Linked DNA regions of Mus musculus: regions 2, 3 and 4 are each linked to region 1. The links are chromatin contacts, called in public Hi-C and HiChIP or PLAC-seq maps. All regions are on one chromosome and are shown on one strand. The core of a region is the stretch at or near the end of the contact, and the rest is flanking DNA. Distances in the headings are between cores, read along the strand shown.

Region 1 (2,712 bases), core at 53-2,552:
AAGGAAGAAAGAAGAGCCAAATGTCACCATCGTAATCTGTTAACATCAGACTTGAACCCAGACTCTGCCATTGCCACCGTGGGGCCACTGGGGCTTAACATCGTCTCTTTCCATAACAGGATGGCTCTCCTACCATGCACACTGACCACCTGAAAGTCCTAACAGCTGAAGGAGATAACACCTCAGCATCAAGTGCTGAGGGCAGCTGATATGGCCTTGGGAGTTGGCGGCTCTTTTGTGGCTCCTCCAGCTGCCTAGCACAGAGCAGATGTGCCCTGATACCAGACCCCAGAAGGATCTGCTGCTGTTACAAGGGACAGAAGAAAGAGACATAAGTGTTTTCCAAGAGCCTCTGGCCTGGGGTAGAGGGTGCTTTGTGAGTTTAGTTGGAACTGGGTTTCTGAGAGCTTATATATACTGACTTCCTATTCCCCAAAAGGCGGATAGGATCCCTCAATTTTTGTCATTAAAAACTGATAAATCAAAAGGTAAATGTGACTCTCATGGTGAATGTTGCTTAGATCAATAAGGGAGCATTGCATTGGGATCTTCATTGTACTCAGACCTGAAGCTGGACAAGGGGAATATTCATATTAGTCTCTAGACACTTGTTTGAAACCCCAGTAGGCAGAGAGTTTAGGTGGAGCAAGCCATGCGAGCTTCCCCATCCCCCCACCCCCACCCCCAGAAATTCTGATTCCTTCAGCCTGGTGTCACTGTGTCTTTGACTTTAATAACCACATCCTGGTGAGTCAGATGCAGGAGATCCTGAGATGAGACCACCATTGAGAAACACTGGACTGTGACATGGGTCCTGTCCTACAGCAGGCTGCAACCTAAATGGGGTACCAGAAAACACACAGGTCTAGGTAGTGCCCGAGGGTCACAGGCATTCATCAAAAGGGTTTCCGTAGTTGTCTGAGAACTCAGGCAGAACTTATAAATGAGAGCCTGGGTTCTGGAGGGCAAGCCTGGTCCATAGGTAACCCCGAGCAAATGTCTTCAGCAGGTTTGTGATTCATGATGGCCCACTGTACACAGTAGACATATAGGGGGCAGAGATAGGGGCTAGGATAGGAACCAGACAGGAAGGACACTCTCCCCAGGGACAGTCATAACCTGGTTTCTCCAAATCACACCCAGTCTACAGTGCCACTCTGCAGAACTCATGCGGTTTCCTGCTCCTTATCATTTAACATTTTGCTAGAGAGAGAAAATGCTGTTATGAAACCCAAATAATGTGCCACTCTGAGGCAGACAGCCAGCTGCTAACAAGAATGACATGTGACCATCATTCTAACTGCTGCTCACAGCTCAGCTTTCAGGAAGGAGATGTTTAGTTAGAAAGAAAAACCAGAACCTCCTTCTCAATGGACAACAAAGATTTGAGGCTCCATGGAGTGAAAGGGCTTCTACTCAGACAGTCTGTCACACAGTGATAAAAATCTGGGACCTCAATAGAAAGAGAGAGAGAAAAAAAAGAAGGACAAGAATTTAGAAGACCCTTGCTTTGTTTATTTTAATAGAAAATTCATGAAACACTCCCTTATTAATGTCACAAGGGAATTAAATTATTAACCACCAAGTCTGAAAGTCCTGCTTCGCCGAAAGACAATAGAGATGAGTCCCTTGGGGACTGGACCTTCTCTTCTACACTTGCACATAGGCTGACCTCCCTAACTCCCTGCAAATGATAGTTTGCCCCAGGCACACAATGAATTCCACCAGGGAGAATGGGAGACCACGGTTACATAACTGTACCAGAAGACATGGAGTTTTCAATCTGCAGGAGGCCAGGGAGATCAATAGGGTCCATGCACTTTTACAGGCCAGTCATAGCAAGTACTATGCTCTCCCAATGCCCTCCACCATAGGTGGAGACAAGCTCCGATCTGAGGATTGCTTCCAGGAATAAAGCCAAAAAGACATCCCGAGGAACCTATATTGTTTTAGTATATAGTTTGTATCTTTTAAAAATATGTATTTAAAGCTTGGAATTTTTAGACTGTAACTCGGGCCAAGGTTGTCACTCAGGGGACCAAGAACACCAATAAACAGAATGACCAAAGTCTACATTCTACGGCCAGGATGGTCGCTATATTTCACAACAACATATTATAAATTTTAGAGGAAAATGGAAGGGAGAACCAAAAGGTTGCCAACATGAGAACAGACCAAAAGTTATGAAGAAAATTCTAACTACCCTGATCACAAATCACACACTGTATACTTCTTTCAACTGACCACACTGTACCCCACGTTTACAAGTTACACAGGAAGCACTTGTTGAATGCGGTCTGGAAACTACTGATGATAGCTCTCTACCTTGCCTGCTCCAGTGCTGCTTACAGTATTGTATTAGGGTATCACCAGATAAGTAGACCTCCTCTGTATGACTCATTAATCCCTTATGAGTTTGGCTAAAATAGGACCTACAGACCACACACATTATTTATTGTTTGTGTGTAGAGTTGGGTGGTCACCTGCATTTTTGTTGTTGCTATTATTTGTTTGGTTGGTTTGATGTTTGTTTGTTTTTTTCATTTTCCCTACCTACAAGGGTCTTACCCTGAAGTCTTATTGCTTGAGCTATGGAGGAAAAAATAGCTATGCATCTTACTCACTCAAATATCCTAGCACATATGTAAATACTCCACAAGAAATCTAAATAAATGCAAATACCAACCCCGAAGGGATGACTTACCCCAAACC
Region 2 (2,700 bases), core at 112-2,611, 230 kb before region 1:
AGGGTAAATCTGATCCATGAGGCTAGGATCTGTTTGTTGCGGTCTTTCAATTCTACCAGAACCTTCACTTGTAGGAGAGAAGTTTCCAGGAAGCAAGTTAGCTTATGGGGCAGGAATGACGGAAGCTTTCACTGTTACTAAGATCTGTGACTGCTCTGTAATGTGGGAGGGGCTGGGAGGCAGAGAGTTGGAGCTAGAAGTAGAACACTCTCTATTCTGAAGGAAAACTTATTCCCAGAGGAGACCAAGAGCATGCTGAAAGAGGTCTTGGATAGCAGTAGAAATGGTATTAGCTGGCAGTCACCAGTGACATCGATGCCTTCTTCCCAGATGGGCTATTCATTGCCAGAGACTTTTCAGTATGGCCAGCTGAGAAATGGCATGGGGGAAGGCTGCCACAAGCCAAGGCAGAACAGGCTCTCTCCTGAAAAGGTCCATGGACCCTGAAGCAGACCCTTAACCACTCTGTAGACCTGAGCTAAAATGCACACAGTGAACCAGACAGTCCTTCCTGTCCTTCAGACCAAGCTTGGCAGCACTTGGGGCCTGCGTAACTTCCACTCATGGATTATATTTAAACTGGCCTACCTTTTCCTTCTCCTTAGATTCCTAGGTCTGACATGGTATTGGTGATCATTTTAGGCTTTCTGGTTGAATAGGCTATTTTTCAACCCACTCGTTATGTATAAAGTCTAAGTTAATGGTTTGCGTAGTGTGATCCTTGGACCAGATGCATGGGAGCTAACATGGGAACTGGCCATGAATTCAGACTCTCAGCACTCAGTCCAGACCTGATTAAGACACTTGGGCATGGAGCCCAGTAATCTGCTTTGACAGCTCCCCTAGTGATGCTGACAGGCTCTTCTGTGATGTCCCACAGTGCTGGGACAATACTCAGGTTTGCTTTCTATTGCTGTGATAAACATGATGACCAAAACCAACTTGGGAAGGAAAGGGTTTTCGTATCTCACAGGTTTTAAAGTTCATCATCAGGGATGCCAGGACTGGAGTTCAAGGGCAAAACCTGGAGACAAGAGCTGAAAATTGACAAGATTGTAGATCCTGGCTTGCTCCTTGATGGCTTGCTCACTTTGCTTTTATATACCTCAGAAGCACGTGCCCAAGGATGGCGCTGTCTACAGTGGGCAGTCCTCCACCAATTATTAATCAAAAATTTTTCCACAGTTTTAGCCACAGGCTAATCTTATAGAGGCATCTTTTCAATTAAGGTTCTCCTCTTTGCACATGACCCTTGCTTGTGTCAAGTTGAGAAAAACCTCAGCAGCACAGATGATGTCCCATGATGCTAGGATGTTGACTCATGGTGCTAGGATGATGACTCATGATGACTCATGGTGCTGGAATGATGACTCATGATGCTAAAATGATGACTCATAATGACTAATGATGGTAAGATGATGACTCATGATGCTAGAATGATGACTCATGGTACATGATGACTCATGACTCATGGTGCTAAGATGATGACTCATGGTGCTAGGATGATGAGTCATGATGCTAAAATGATGACTCATGATGACTAATGACGCTAAGATGATGACTCATGATGCTAAGGTGATGACTCATGGTGTTGGAATGATGACTCATGATGACTCATGGTGCTAAGATGGTGACTCATGAGTCTAGAATGATGTCCCACAAAGTCACCACCCCCCATCATCATCATGCAAGAACCTTCAAAATCTTAAACATTTTATCTGAGAAAGTTCACAAACAACCAATCTCATACTGACTTTCTTGATGAAGACTATTTTCTTAGGATAACTAAAAGACCACCCATTGCTCCAATGTATAACAACACATAATTTATAAAGTGACAGGATCATGATGTATTGTTTTATTTGTAAATGAGATTCCACACAATTATTTATCTATAAATACTTCTACCTAACTCACAATATATGACCAGAAGGGGCTTAAGACACTGCTAAAAACTGACTGGGTTTTAAAACAGCCTTAAAAAACCTCTTTAACAGTGCCATATATTTTCAATGTGGAATTCTAACAGGGAACTATCCCCTTTCCTGCAATTCACAGCCTGCCCTCCTCAACTCTTAACCTTTGCTTGGCCCCAATATCATGGCATTTCTTTGACTCAAGTCAACTCTGAAATATTGTTTTGTTTTGCTTTCAGACCCTTTGACAATTTTGACTGTAAAGGTTGCCTGTTACTTGGTTTGGTCTGGGTTCCTAAACAGGTTTCTGTTTTCTGAAATTCTCTGTTGCTAAAATGGGGCTGTCCATCAGAGACCAGACAGCCCATAGATCACTTGTGGTTATGGAAGTGGTCACAGGCCACTGTAGGTCTCTTTCCTGGTATCTGAATCAGGAATGGTCTTTGGCAATCCCATTTTCTCTTGGACCTTTCGGAAAGAAAGAAAATAAAACCTTCCCTTCTAAGAATTATTTTATAGAGTTGTCTAATGACCAGTAAGAGAATGGATGAGCCTAGGAAGTTCAGCTTTATCTACAGCTTCATAATTTTCCCAAACATGAAACCAAGCTCCATGTAATTGGCCCAGTGAACCATTCTTTTTTTTTTTTTTTCAATGATCATTTTGCTAGCCAAAGGAATACATGGGAGAATGTGAAACCTCAAGTACGTAGCTCAGACAAAATGCACAGAACAAAACACCATTCAGAACTGTGTTTTCCATGCTGACTCTCAAGGGTGGGCCT
Region 3 (3,003 bases), core at 314-2,813, 160 kb before region 1:
AGGAAGCACAAAGGTGGCAGTTTCTCCACTCCCCTCCAGTGCCAAGCTCCTTTATTCCCCCTGGCCTTGGTTCCACACGCTGTTCTGAGTGCCAGAAGAGAGTGAGCGTGACAAACCCTTTCTTCCTTTTGGTATAGAGGGCAATGAGTCAATGCTTATGCATCGGGCCTGCTATTAAAGCAAATAAGCAGACTCAGGCATTCCAAGCCATTCCTGCTTTTTCTTTCCAGTTCACTTGAGCATGAAGCTCTCCATATTTGGGCACTTGAAATTAGGAGTGGGATTTACCCCTTATCACATGTTTCTTTATCAGTTCTCTACAAGAGGTTTTCACTGAGACTCTCTGATTAAAAAAAAAAAAAAAGTCTAAAATGCTTGCTATGTTACTCAGCAGTCAAGGATGCCTGTGGGCTGGGATCGCACCCAGGGACTTTTCAGACTCTGGTGTTGATGGGGCACCCATTCAGCCAGCAGCATATAGAGGGGCTGAGCCTCCAGCCACCCCTTATACTCACTATCCCCTGCCCCTGGAGCATGCAAGGTTCCCATTAGTGACCACAAGATAAAGACCGACCCGTCTCACCCGATGATCTTTCTAACAGGCTTTTCAAGCAAGCGGCAAAACATCTGAATCTGAGTTAATCAAGTGGCCTGCCCCATCCTAGAGGACCATATCCAGGCCCTAGGGCTCCGTGGCTTCTCTCATAGTAAACACTGAGACCTAAGTGGGAATAAAGAGAAAGCAGGAGGCGCAGGCCATTTGCAGGGCTCTAAATTTCCTCTTTTTAAGCAGAAAAAAAAAATCCCACAAAGAAATAGGGTGAATTGTGCACTTCACGCACATGTAGGGGCCTTCCCAGTTTTCTCCATCACATTTTAAACACTGGAGTTATAACGCAGAGAGCTGAGAAAGAGCCTGCAATTCCCACCCACCCAGCATCACGCAAGTTTCAGAGTCCCTGACTATACTTATAGAAACCACAGGTTATTCTCACTCTCACTTTTGAATTTGAATTTAGTGAAATGAAACACTCATTTCCATTCTAGTATGCTTAAGAGCTAACACTGAAATGTATATTATGGGTCATATTTGGAAATGAGTGGGTGAGCACTGGTCCAATCCAAGTTTAGAGAGGTTTTTGAGAAAGAGAGCCCTCAGACCACCTGGGGCACGTTGCCTATTTTGAGCTTAAGAGGGAAAAGTGTGTTGAAAGGAGAAGGGTGGTCTGCTGGACTGACCCGTGACAATAATAATGCAGGCAGTCACATTCGAAGAGCATCTTTGAGCCATTAGTCCCTTGGGTTCTGTTGACAATCTATAGTCAACAAGGGTCTGTGGGATTCAGTAAGAGCTGGGCCAAGCCCCTCCCCCATGCTCAGCACTTCCCCTTGAAGCAGACAGTGGGCAGGTCTGGAGCTTGCTGCTCTCTGCTGTGCCTTTAGAAACCCCCAACCTCTCTTCTGGTTGTATTGTTTCAAACGTGCTTGTGAGCTCTGCACCACCTCTGAGTCTTGCTCATCCTGTTTGCCCTTAGCTATCCTTGGGCTGTCTTCCTGGGGATGATGTTAAGTGCTTTTAGGCTTTGTGTTGCTAGGTACCCTACCAATCATGTCAGCATCCTGTGTAAAAGCTTTAAGTGGCTACTCGTCTGTATTTGCGAAATGTTTCAAGCCAGGTGTGGTGGTTCAGGCCTGAAACACTAGCATTTGTGAGGTGAAGGCAGAAGAATTGCCAAAATTTTAGGCCAGCCTGATCTACACAGGGGAAAAGTTGAGCTCTGGGCAAGCCAGGGCTATAGAGCAAGACCCTGTCTCAAATACATACATACACAGGTTCATAGATACATATATCTCCTCTGACATTTCTCACATGCTTTTGTCTAGCCATTCCTGAACTCTTGGAGTTTTCCCAGCATGCTGTGTCCTCTTGCATTGAGCTTTGTACATGTTGTTTTCTGTGTGAGTAGAGCCAGAGAAAGCTAGATCCCCTGAGTTGAACCTACTAGGTAATTGGCTCTTTGTGGCCAAAGAGAAATTAACAAATGTGAAAGAACACATGAGTGAGATTTTTCTCTCTTTTACTACTCTTACGACGCCTGGGATTGCAGTATGGAGAAACTCTATCATACCTGAGCATGGTGTCTTACCACCTGCCACCCTAGCACTTGAGTAGTCGAGGCAGAAGGATTGCTATGGATTCCGGGCCAGCCTGGGCTACAGAGTAAGACATCATCTCAGAAAATAAATAAGTACGAACACACTCAGGGAAGAATCAGGGAAAGGAGAGGGAGGAGTGGGTAAGCAGAAGCTCTGACGAGCTTACCAGAGGATAAGAGACATCAGAGTTAAAACAAGCTGGGTAAACTGAAGGTCCCTTATCCCTAGAGCCTGTGAAACTTTCCAGCAACCATTCCCATAATACGCCTCAGCCGAGCTAGCACAGTGACCTGCAGAATCGCAGTACAGTTATGTTTGTACGGCACAACACATTGGAATCACTTGTTACACTGTATATGCTGACTGCTACACCCTAGTGATATGGTTGACACCCAATCATACCTCAGGTATGAGGATAAAGGCTTGATCCCAGAAAATGTTACACTGGTTTGTATCCACAGGATGCTGAAGGTAGCTCATGGTATAAAGAGTTGCTTATTTTCTTATTTCCATCCCTAGTGATTGAAAACTCCTTAGCTGTTGTGAATGCCCAGCGTTTGCAAATACTCAGTCAATATCTGCTAGAGTAAGACCAAAGAATACAGATCTTTGTCTTCGGGCTTTCTCCTGTCTTTAATGTCAGAGCATCGATTTTAGACATTATTTTTTTTTTCTATACTGCTACCTCGATCTGTTAATGATGTCACATGTATCGTCACATGCTTCCGTTTCACAGGTCCACTCATACTGATAGCTACTGGGAATCTCCCTGTGCTTTATATAGGTAAAGCTCTCACATCTCTTCCCTATACCTTTCAATTTGACTCATACCAAAAATTCACCTAA
Region 4 (2,907 bases), core at 164-2,663, 200 kb before region 1:
CTCTTCTGGTCTTTCCATGGGGGTGGGCTTTGGCAGCTCGAGGGCTCGCTTGCAGATTGTTCTCCCTTCTTCATACTTATAGTTCAAGATGTTAGCCCGCAGCCCGCTGCTCCAGCCACCATTTCTGTAGCTTGGCTGCCAGGCTTCCCCAGCATCCCAGCCTATCTCTCTCTAGAATCCTGAGCACAAATAAACTCTTCCCTCCACAAGTTTCTTTGGTCATGGTAATTTATAAGAGCAACAGAGAAGTAACCAATATGGGGTCTCACATAGCATAGGTCGAGTTTGAACTCACTCTGTAGCTTAGGATGACCAAGAACTTCTGATCCCCCTGCCCCTACTTCATAAAAGCAATAATTACAGACATGTGCTACCATGCCTGGTTTATGCAGTGTTGGGGCTCATGGACCCACTGCATAGAACATACAAGGCAAGCACTCTCTCAACTCAGCTCCAGCCCCAGCCCAGGGACAACATTTTAAATAAAAGCTAGAATGTGCTTACTGTCTGTTTCATTTAAGAGGCTGAAGACGGGGGAGCCAATAAAGCGGTTCAGTGGGTAAAGGAGCTAGCTCACTATCAAGACTGGCAACCTGAGTCTGCTCCTTAGACCTCACATGGTAGAAGGAGAGTACCAGGTCGCTCTCAGTGTGCCTAGATTTCTACTTGTACATCACAGCAGGTGCATGCAAGCACACACATACAGTAGATAGATAGATAGATAGATAGATAGATAGATAGATAGATAGACAGACAGACAGACAGATAGGCAAATGTATTGTAATGAAAAAAATATTGAGGATGGAGGTGAGACACAACTTTATAAAATTTGCATATGTTCATTAAAAATAGCTCAGCTACTTTAATACAGAGAATCAGAAGGATAAGTTGGGAAGTGATGCTGGTATTCTGCTTCTGTCTACACAGCCAGCCTAGACTCAAACCTTCAGGAACAAACAGGTTTCTCTGCCTAAAATGGATGAAGTCAGAACCAAACCATCCACATCTCCAAGTATCCCCAAGCCAGCTCTCATCTGGATTCACCGTGACGAGGCTTTACCCGAAGATCTGAAGAAAGTATTAGAAAGCGAGAAAACAGACATTACTTTGGGGAAGCTGGGAGACGGTTTTATAATCCAACTTGTCGCTAGATAGAATGGCCCATAAAAATAACATGGGGGACTATTACCTGACAACAGAACATATGAAATCTGTGTCCGTCTCTCTGTCACTCTGCCTCTGTCTGTCCCTCTCTCCACTCCTCCCTCCCTCCTAATTTAATTAAATATTTAAGCTGCTAAGAGACAAAAAGCCCCTCCGGTTTCACATCTGATGTCCCCTTGTGACACTGGCTTACGTGTGATATGATCACATTTCCTGACTTGTGGCAGGAAACACTGATTGTGGGCCAGCACTCTCCTTTTTGAGTCACACGTGAACCCCTGAGGTTACCAGCTGGAACACAGTAGATGCCACCTTGGATTATGAGGTCCCTCCAACTCAAGCTGCCCTGGTCTTTCTGTTTGAGGGTTTTCTCTCATACAGTGAGAAATACAAGTTCACACCTATCACAGGGTGAGGCTGTTCAAACTGAAACCAAGGAACCAGCCCCACTGAATCATCCACTGTCACTTTAACAGTAGCAAGGACACTGAAGGGAGCCAAGGAGCTGCTTACATTTGCATCTGGCCCCTCCCACTTTGGACGAAGGATGACTAAAATATGTAATTTTTGAATAGTGGGTTGCTTCAGCTCTGTGACTGGGAGCTGGAAGCAAATGTACTCTGACATTTTAGGCTCCAGTCTTTCCTGTTTCTCTCAATGGGAATATTTTCAAAAATATCTTAAATGTAGAATTAAACTCTGGGCTGCCTCCTTCTCCACAGGGTTAGACTTAGGCTCAAGGGTGAGGGCAAGACATGGGGACACAGCTTGGCATTTGTTGTGGGATGATACCCATTCACACACTTTCACACTTGTGGGAGGTAAGTGCAATTGCAGATAGGTGTGCAGAGGAGAGTGTGCATGTATATGTAAGGATTAGGACATACACACACACATATCATATGGGCGCACAGAGAGATGTATATAACCCATAAACATGAGAAACATATGTAGGCACATGTAGGCATGAGTGCACACACCTGGGTATGGTTGTGAGCATTCTATATCATTAGAGTAAATGCGTGTTTGTAGTACGCATGTGTCCAAATGTATGGGGTGAATTGCAATATTCTATCATGCAGGGGTGAATATATACACATATGCACACATGAGAGAATATACATCTATGCGGTTGTGAATGTATCCTTATGTGTGAGCACGCAAAAAACAAAAAACAAAAAACCCACCACCAGGATTTGAGAATACATGGGCACAGGCAGGGATGTGTATACATGCACATATGGGAAGTGTGGGTGCTGTGTTCACACAGAGTAGCTGAATGCATGCAGGCACATTCCTGAATACTAAGTGCATAGTAATCAGGACAACCGCAACTCTGAAAAATGAAAATCACCCACAGTAAAGTCCCAAGCAGATGTTTTTTTCCTGTGGCAGTAAACACAGAAAACAAGGCAGGTGGGTGGAGTTAGACATTTAAGCCCACTTCATAGCCATGGTACTTTTATTTAACACATTGATGCAATACCTAATATGCTAACACCCATTGCAAAAAACAGTCCCGAAAAGGATGTTCAACGGTTTAATTTAAAGTACTGGTGTGAGTTTTATCTTTGTGTGCTGAACCAATGGTGGCTGAAGCATCTTCGTTTTTTTTTTTTGTTTGTTTGTTTTTTTGTTTTTTCCCCTTCTGAGTTAGAGAACAGCAGCCCCGGTGTACTGCTGACGGCTATCCTTTTGAAGTTCCAGAGACAGTTGGGTAGACTGCCTCAACAAAAACAAAAA

Evidence for each region. Hi-C and Micro-C count contacts between places; a contact is called where the count stands out from the background. HiChIP or PLAC-seq counts read pairs in DNA pulled down with a chosen protein or histone mark.
Region 2: a contact with region 1 is called in a Hi-C map of the G1E-ER4 cell line, with 2.1 times the contacts expected there. The contact joins two enhancer-like sites. A contact is called at or near these places in 2 of 484 Hi-C or Micro-C datasets (the G1E-ER4 cell line and nephron progenitors).
Region 3: a BATF HiChIP or PLAC-seq map of CD8 T cells shows a contact between it and region 1, with 24 read pairs. The contact joins two enhancer-like sites. A contact is called at or near these places in 3 of 484 Hi-C or Micro-C datasets (B cells, the G1E-ER4 cell line and nephron progenitors) and 4 of 115 datasets of contacts at active chromatin or transcription factors (CD8 T cells, bone marrow-derived macrophages, effector CD8 T cells and 1 more).
Region 4: a contact with region 1 is called in a BATF HiChIP or PLAC-seq map of CD8 T cells, with 19 read pairs. The contact joins two enhancer-like sites. A contact is called at or near these places in 2 of 484 Hi-C or Micro-C datasets (the G1E-ER4 cell line and embryonic fibroblasts) and 2 of 115 datasets of contacts at active chromatin or transcription factors (CD8 T cells and effector CD8 T cells).

Annotation. Positions count from the first base shown.
Region 1 is chr13:45,849,624-45,852,335 of GRCm38.p6, forward strand. It overlaps Atxn1 (ataxin 1), which reads right to left. Exons shown (of 8, transcript NM_009124.6): 3 at 2,705-2,712. Among named protein-coding and RNA genes, the nearest start is that of Atxn1, 110 kb to the right of the region's middle. Within about 2 kb of position 1,303, at least 85 of the 459 cell types and tissues checked have an H3K27ac peak or open chromatin away from gene starts, as enhancers often do. A contact at or near this core is called in CD8 T cells, the G1E-ER4 cell line, effector CD8 T cells and 1 more, where this site is marked.
Region 2 is chr13:45,622,555-45,625,254 of GRCm38.p6, forward strand. All of the region lies in intron 6 of Atxn1 (ataxin 1), which reads right to left. Among named protein-coding and RNA genes, the nearest start is that of Gm34582, 99 kb to the left of the region's middle. Within about 2 kb of position 1,362, at least 47 of the 459 cell types and tissues checked have an H3K27ac peak or open chromatin away from gene starts, as enhancers often do. A contact at or near this core is called in the G1E-ER4 cell line, where this site is marked.
Region 3 is chr13:45,684,873-45,687,875 of GRCm38.p6, forward strand. All of the region lies in intron 6 of Atxn1 (ataxin 1), which reads right to left. Among named protein-coding and RNA genes, the nearest start is that of Gm34582, 160 kb to the left of the region's middle. Within about 2 kb of position 1,564, at least 23 of the 459 cell types and tissues checked have an H3K27ac peak or open chromatin away from gene starts, as enhancers often do. A contact at or near this core is called in CD8 T cells and memory CD8 T cells, where this site is marked.
Region 4 is chr13:45,647,943-45,650,849 of GRCm38.p6, forward strand. The region is part of intron 6 of Atxn1 (ataxin 1); the gene reads right to left. Among named protein-coding and RNA genes, the nearest start is that of Gm34582, 120 kb to the left of the region's middle. Within about 2 kb of position 1,414, at least 34 of the 459 cell types and tissues checked have an H3K27ac peak or open chromatin away from gene starts, as enhancers often do. A contact at or near this core is called in CD8 T cells and effector CD8 T cells, where this site is marked.